Linked DNA regions of Mus musculus: region 1 is linked to region 2. Evidence: chromatin contacts called from public Hi-C data. All regions are on one chromosome and are shown on one strand. Each heading gives the region's core, a stretch centred on a gene start, on an enhancer-like site or on the middle of the called end of the contact. The rest is flanking DNA. Distances are from core to core; before and after follow the strand shown. Region 1 overlaps Ctnna3 (catenin (cadherin associated protein), alpha 3). Region 2 overlaps Ctnna3 (catenin (cadherin associated protein), alpha 3).

What was found. Hi-C and Micro-C count contacts between places; a contact is called where the count stands out from the background.
Region 1: a Hi-C map of cerebral cortex shows a contact between it and region 2, with 1.9 times the contacts expected there. The contact joins two enhancer-like sites. A contact is called at or near these places in 1 of 15 datasets of contacts at CTCF or cohesin (the NIH/3T3 cell line) and 4 of 484 Hi-C or Micro-C datasets (cerebellum, cerebral cortex, forebrain and 1 more).

What each region holds. Positions count from the first base shown.
Region 1 is chr10:64,038,567-64,042,081 of GRCm38.p6, forward strand. All of the region lies in intron 7 of Ctnna3 (catenin (cadherin associated protein), alpha 3), which reads left to right. All of the region lies in intron 2 of Lrrtm3 (leucine rich repeat transmembrane neuronal 3), which reads right to left. Among named protein-coding and RNA genes, the nearest start is that of Lrrtm3, 50 kb to the right of the region's middle. Within about 2 kb of position 1,750, at least 35 of the 459 cell types and tissues checked have an H3K27ac peak or open chromatin away from gene starts, as enhancers often do. A contact at or near this core is called in cerebral cortex, where this site is marked.
Region 2 is chr10:63,953,144-63,956,482 of GRCm38.p6, forward strand. All of the region lies in intron 7 of Ctnna3 (catenin (cadherin associated protein), alpha 3), which reads left to right. All of the region lies in intron 2 of Lrrtm3 (leucine rich repeat transmembrane neuronal 3), which reads right to left. Among named protein-coding and RNA genes, the nearest start is that of Lrrtm3, 140 kb to the right of the region's middle. Within about 2 kb of position 1,483, at least 68 of the 459 cell types and tissues checked have an H3K27ac peak or open chromatin away from gene starts, as enhancers often do. A contact at or near this core is called in cerebral cortex, where this site is marked.

The DNA of each region.
Region 1 (3,515 bases), core at 500-2,999, 86 kb after region 2:
ATCTTAAGCAGCTGTGTGTTCAAGAGTAGTGAGATAACTCTTTTACTTCTTTAGGCAATTCAGATCTATTGGAGTTATTTTCCCTGGGTTTCACCATGGTGTCCCTAAGGCTGTTTGTTTGTTGACTATGACTGGAGTTGCTTCTCCTTCACAGCCTTTGCTGCTGGCACACACTTTGGGGCTTCAAGTACCAGGATCTCTTTTATCTGCTTCCTTCACCTCACTCTATTTCCTGATGGATCATTCAAAGATCATTTAACCCTGTTTCTCATATCCGTTTATAGGAAAACATTGCAGCCTCTGAGGAGTTCTTGTTCCTGGATGTGTGTATCCTGGGCTGCCTGTCGGATGGACTGGTCCAGAATGAGCAGGGGCACCAGGGGAGGTGGAATGTGCAAAGAGCACCTCTGTTCCCATTATACATTTTGTCCTTAGGGAACTGAAATCAAGTTTCTCTAGAGGGCATAGGTTCTGCTTCCAAATTACTTCTTGAGAGGACCAAGAGAGACAGAAAACATTCATTTAGCATTCTCAGGCATGTGCAGGGAATGTGTGCCTATCAATAAAGGAAAGCTAATTAAAACCCAGTCCAAGAGTCAATCCAGAGGGTGTTTGAAGGAAGGGAAGTGACACACTTTCTTGATGTGCCCAAGACAGTTATGGGATAAGCTACGGAACACAAAGGTAAAAATTGCTCATATTTAGTGGTGTCTAGTGAAGGGTCCTGTATTTTTGATGGGAAAACTCAATCTCAATCAATCAATCAATCAATCAAACAACAACACAACCACAAGCAAACAAATAGAGAGATTCTATAGGTACAGTCGTAGTATTTTTCTAGAGTTTTCAGAGACAAGAAGTTAATCACTTCCATCTACTTATCCTGATATGGAGTCATCTGTCCCATCGCTTAAACCCGGTAAGTCAGCCAATACAGGGGTCCATTATTGTTTCCATACATTATGCTGCTATGGACATTTCTAATTTAAAATGTAATCTGCACTTCATCACTACTCTCTATTAAGCCCTCACGCCTATTTCCCCCTTTGCGGTCTCCCCTGAAAAGCAGAAGCTCAGAATTACTTGCTGTAGGTCATGCTCACCGACCCATGCGCTCCACTACTTGCGATGCTTTGCTGTTGTTTCTGCTTTGGGCCAGAGCCTGGTTTGCAGAACAGAGCCCTTAGCATTTTCTTGCTTATTGGGACTGTCTGAAATGAATGTTAACTGCAGCTCAGAAGAGAGCTATAGCACACTCATCACGAACCACCCTCACATATGCAGCTCTGCCACGCACCCTGTCTCCCTCCCCTCTTCCTCTGCTTCCATCTGGAAGGGCCTGTACAAAACCCACTGGAGCCTAAACACAGCTACATTAGCCGGGGACGCCTCTGGTTCAGTCACCAGGAAGAGATCTCATTGGCATGATGTGCCAGGGTACCCCGCCAGGTCCAGACTCTTGTCTAGTACAGAGATGAGGATCTCAGAAGGTGCTTGGATTGGAAAGGAGTCTGAGGCGGCCAGAGTATCTATCTTACTGCAGAGTGTGCTGATCCCATAGACACTGCAGCGTCTTGAAAAATAATAAAAAAATATTTTGCTCATTAACTTTTTAAGTCATGCTGGCCTGGCGAAATCAATATAACATGTTGTAATTGATTCATGGAATGAAAAAGCCGGGCCTGACTGGTGAACTCTGCAGTTGGCTGCTCCAGGCACCAGGTCCTTGTTCTCATTAGCGCACTTCCTTTAGCACTGCCTGAGCCAAGGGCGCAGTCGGAGCTGGAAGGCTCCAGTCCTCTGCAGACAGGCTGTTTGAGACGTAGCTTGCATCGTCTCCCTGGGGTCTTATGCTTTCCCTCTGTCTCTGTTCCCATTCAGGTCAGCTGAAGGACTTCAGCCTCTTCCTCATGGTCCCTGACGACCTCAGAACAGCTTCCCGGGGCCGCAAGCCTCCATTTACACCAATCACTTGACATTTTAATCTATGTGCTCCCTCCTCCTTCTCTCACCTTTTCCTTCTTCCCTCAGCCTGTCTTATTCCATCTGTCCCATCTTCTCATCGATCTCTCTCATTCTGCTTTTTTTCCCCTATAACCTCACAAGGTGAACCTTTATTTTCCTATTTTGTCCTTTTAAAATTCAGAGCCTAACTCTTTCATCCCCAAGACAATATTTTATGTTTCTTTGCCAACCCCTGCTAAATTATGTTCGTGCATTACCCTTAAAAACGGAGGTGACTCGTATATAAACTGAGCTGGGCTCTGTGACTTTGCATCCAGCTATTTTCTCAGGGATCATGGAAGAGAAGTGTATCCCCAGAACATTGAAGGGTTTATTCTTTCTCGATGGGTTCCTGTCTATTTAAAGCACTGTGCATGCAGCCCCCTTGGCCCCTCACTTAAGATAGAAGGAGCTGTTCTCAAACTGTCAAAAGTGACCAAGAGCAATCACAGCATCTAGGAACACATTGCCGAGACCAATAGACAACTTTACTCATATTCACGTGGATTTCATCTTCTTTTTGTTCTTTTGATGGTAGCCACTTCAGGAGCAAGAAAGTGGTAAGAATTACAGAACACTGCATCCGGGAGTGATCAATAGTGTTCTTACTGCCTAGGTGGCTGGAGGCTCTTGGAATTTCTCCACACGGGGCCCTGTTTATTGCAGCTCATGCCGCACACACACGGTACAGCAGTTTTTTACTGAGCTGAATGTTTTTCATCTATCTTAAATCTTGCATAATATTGCACCAGCACTGGACATTACTGTCACTTTAGGATGTGCAACATTGTACCAAAAATTAACCACCGATGCCATATTAAAACAGCTGCAGGGTTCAATTTAGCTACAGCCGGAAGAAAATGTTATGCTATGGAAGTTGGCCAGAATTGCGGCATAGCTATGCTATAAATGAGGAGAAGAAAGGAATTGAGGTCAAGCTGCCAAAAAAAGATAGAAATGGGAGCCAGGGAGCGTAATTCATACGGTCAATGGCAATTCAAAAGGACTCAGATCCATGAAGTATGTGCCTGGGTGAGCAGATGCAGGGTTGTAGCAGGGGGGAATCTCATCAGATTGGAAATTAGAGATACAAATGAAGGTAGAAAGAAAACACCTACCTATAGATGTGATTCACCATAGTGATTCATCTTTGGGACTCACTATATCGACTGCGGAACGTATCGCTAGAAAAACTAGGGATGCTTGAAATCAATTTTGAGAAGTACATTCCAATGTTCAAGGAGCGGCTGCAAAGCAAGGCTGTTAAAAATGCAAGGCTGTCTGGAACCCCCCTGGAGCCCAAGCTGCCCTCTGAGAATGGGCCGCCATGAGATACAACAGTTGTCATTTGAAGGTAAACTGTTGGAGAGTTCTGTTGGTACACCTTTGTAGTGAACACCAACGTGGCAACATTTCCCTTTCCACGGAATCGTGGGCTTCTGAGGTTCTCATTAACGGTGGTGGGACCATCTGTCTCTTTGCTATTTATTTGGCTCATTCAGTCACAGGTG
Region 2 (3,339 bases), core at 233-2,732:
CACACACACACACACGAGAATAAGAGACAGAGACAGAGACAGAGACAGAGAGATATACAGTCAGGGAGAGAGACAGAGAGAGATATACAGAAGAGAGAGAGAGAGAGAGAGAGAGAGAGAGAGAGAGAGAGAGAGGACCCTTTTGCTGGTATCACATCCCTGAGTGTTAGTCCTCACTAAGTGTACTGTCTATATCACAGAGATCAGACCTGTGGAGAGACAAGAGCAGGGAGAGGGAAGATGTTGCCATAGACAGCTTAACCTTCTTCTGCCACCATTAAGATTTGTTCGTGGAAAGAACAGGAATATTGTGGTTATTTTTTCATGGTAAGAGTTAAGAATGGCTGCTTGGCACTACTTTGACAATTTAAACATCCAGGGGCAGCCGAGCCAAATAAGCATCTGTATTTGAACTAAGAAACTGTATCATCATTTCCATTTTTTGACCTTGGCCAAAAGTTCCTTGGATGATGCAGGGTAACTCATGTGAAGACATACTCAAGTCCGGAGAATACACGGAAGCTGTTTGAGACTCAGGCTTCGAACCAACTCAACTGCTCCTGTCATCATACTGAACATTTTGTCATGACCTTCTTTTCTCTGGGAAACTTTCATCCCACTCTATGAATTTCAGACAGTTTATTTTCTCTTGTGCTTCTCCCCCCCCACGCCCCCCACACATTGGTTTTAAAAGAATTCATCAAATAACTTTCTTTGCATTGAATTAGCTTTGATATGATTCTTGCTGATCTTTCATTAGGCTTAACTGTAGCTTCTGGGACATTTGTTCATATTTTCATAAGAGGGATGTCAGCCAGTTGTCACCATGTGATGATGGGGATGAGTGTAGCAGGGGACTGAACTATGAAAAATGAAGATAGTAAGTGTTGCTATTTACACTGAGAGACAAGGAGAATACTTGTTCAAATATTGAAAGACACATAATGAGTAAAAGATGTTAGTGTTTCTCTAGATTTCAAAGTTAGAATGGCAAATGGAAAATACACGGAAGTTGGTTTAGTCTCAGTATAATTTAAAGAACCAATTTGAGCTATTAATATGTAATAGTCTTTCCATTTTCTAGTAGGTCACGGCAGGCTGGTTTCTCTGTTGCAGTACCCAGAACAACAAAGACAAATTAGTTCTTTTTCTCAGAGCTGTGGGAAGAACCAGGACCTGGTGAACTAAACTACAGATCGGAGGCCTTCTGTTGATTCTCCTCTCTCGTTCCCTGGGGCACTTGCTGGCTGTGTGTGTGTGTGTGTGTGTGTGTGTGTGTGTGTGTGCTTGCTTGCTCTGAGCTCTGAGGATTGGACGTGGCCCAGGCTGAATGTATCTCCTGGGAGTCAGGAAAGCCAGCAACACTTGTACTGATTGTTCAGGGTTAAGATAGCAAACTGGAGATCCGCGGCATCTAAAGCACAGTCAGCTCTCTCCACTGGATGCTTGCTGTGTCCTCGGGCTGCACAGGAAGCTCCAGGCCTGGGCTGAATGATTCAGCAAAGCAGAGGGAAAAACCTCAGCAGGCTTCTGGGAGGAAACAAACCAGAGAAGCTGGCAGCAGGGAACAGGGAAAAGAGAACTTCAAATGCAGTCTGAACTCTCTCCAAGATCTCAACAACCTCTTTGTGGGCACATGGGTAGGGTAAGAAGTCAAACATTTCTGACACACAGAGAGAGAAGGGGAAGGAAAGGGTAACAGGAGAGGAGAGGAGCGGGAGGGGGAGGGGGAAGGGGAAGGGGGAGGGGAGGGGAAGGGGGAAGGGGAAGGGGAGGGGAAGGGAGGGGAAGGGGGAAGAGGAAGGGGAGGGGAAGGGAGGGGAAGGGGGAAGGAGAGGAGAGGAGAGGAGAGGAGAGGAGAGGAGAGGAGAGGAGAGGAGAGGAGAGGAGAGGAGAGGAGAGGAGAGGAGAGAGCGGTTACTTCTTTCCCATCAGAAGATAAAGGAGATAAAGACATACCAAGAGTTCAATTAAGATTCAGGGATTGTCACAGATTATAAATAGAGGAAAACAAACACCAGAGGACACCCTAAAAATGCAGCCTAGCCCCAGTCCCACAGACTCCCTGGGCTCTCAAGTACTATTCTGACAGGAGACCCCTACTCTGGTTGGAAGATCCAGTGCTGCTTCTGTGCCATCTCCATTGTGTAGTAAGAACAATTAGACAGACAGAAGGTAAAGCAGAGAGAATGCAGCAGGGGAAGCAGATGTGAAAGACAGACAGTAGGAAGGGGCTCGGAGATGCCTGTGACGCCTTCACATGATCAAGGGAAGAGGAAAATGGTCTCAGATGATCATCCTAAATTTAGAATCCACACAAAACAACCAATCAGGTAGTTCTTGAATTGAATGAAGCTGTGGTTAATGAAGTGTGGTGAGGTTAAGCACAGCAGAGTATTTGATTAGCAAACTGGAAAATATTAAGATTAAAGCATGGGGTGGGGAATGAGGTATTGTATCAAAGACATTAGGTTAGATAAAAGGTTTAAGAAGATGTGAAAATAAATCTCCCCAACAAGAGTCTAGAACGCATGGTTTGAAGAGTTCAATAGAGGAAATTTCCAAAATTTCCCCCAAAGATGCCCATATAAATAGATTGCATACACTTAACAAACTATAGCAGGATAAATACAGTGTAAACATTCTAAAGTGTGTCCCACCAAAGCCATTGAGGTTAGATGATAAGGAGCTCTTCGTGATGGTCAGAGCAAAGGGGGCTCATTCACTTCAATGATCAGGAATCAGAAAAAGAATTAACTTTTCTTGGAATGGAAGATGATGAATTAAGTATTGAGTGTTCAAAGAGACTTAACTGCCAGCTCTGCTAAAATGTGTCCAGGGAATCTCTATACTTCCAGAACGTAGAAAGAGAGGCTTATGAGAAGGCTTAGGAGGTCCGTGCTTGCCATGTAAGCATGAAGGCCAGACTTCAAATCCCTTGAACCCATGTAAAACTTGGTCCATGTGAGTCCCCTTCACAAGCAGAGCAGGGATTGAATCTGACTCTGTTGCCTCTCTTTTGGATCCCTTTCTCCTAGCTGGACTGCCTTGCCTGGCCTCAGTGGGAGAGGATGCACTTAGTCCTGCCTGAGACTTGATGTGCCACAGTGGGTTGGTACCCATCGGGGAGGGCTTCCCTTCTTAGAGTGGAAGGGGAAAAGGGGTGGGAAGAGAGATGTGTGAGGGTGGAACTGGAAGGAGAGGAGGGAGGGAGGCTTAGATCCAGGTGTAAAGTGAATAAATACATAAAGGGGAAAATCATATGACTCCTGATTTCATTCCTTGTGTTCCACTTTTGATTATTTTCCCCCCTCTGATGATTCCTGAAACACAAGGATG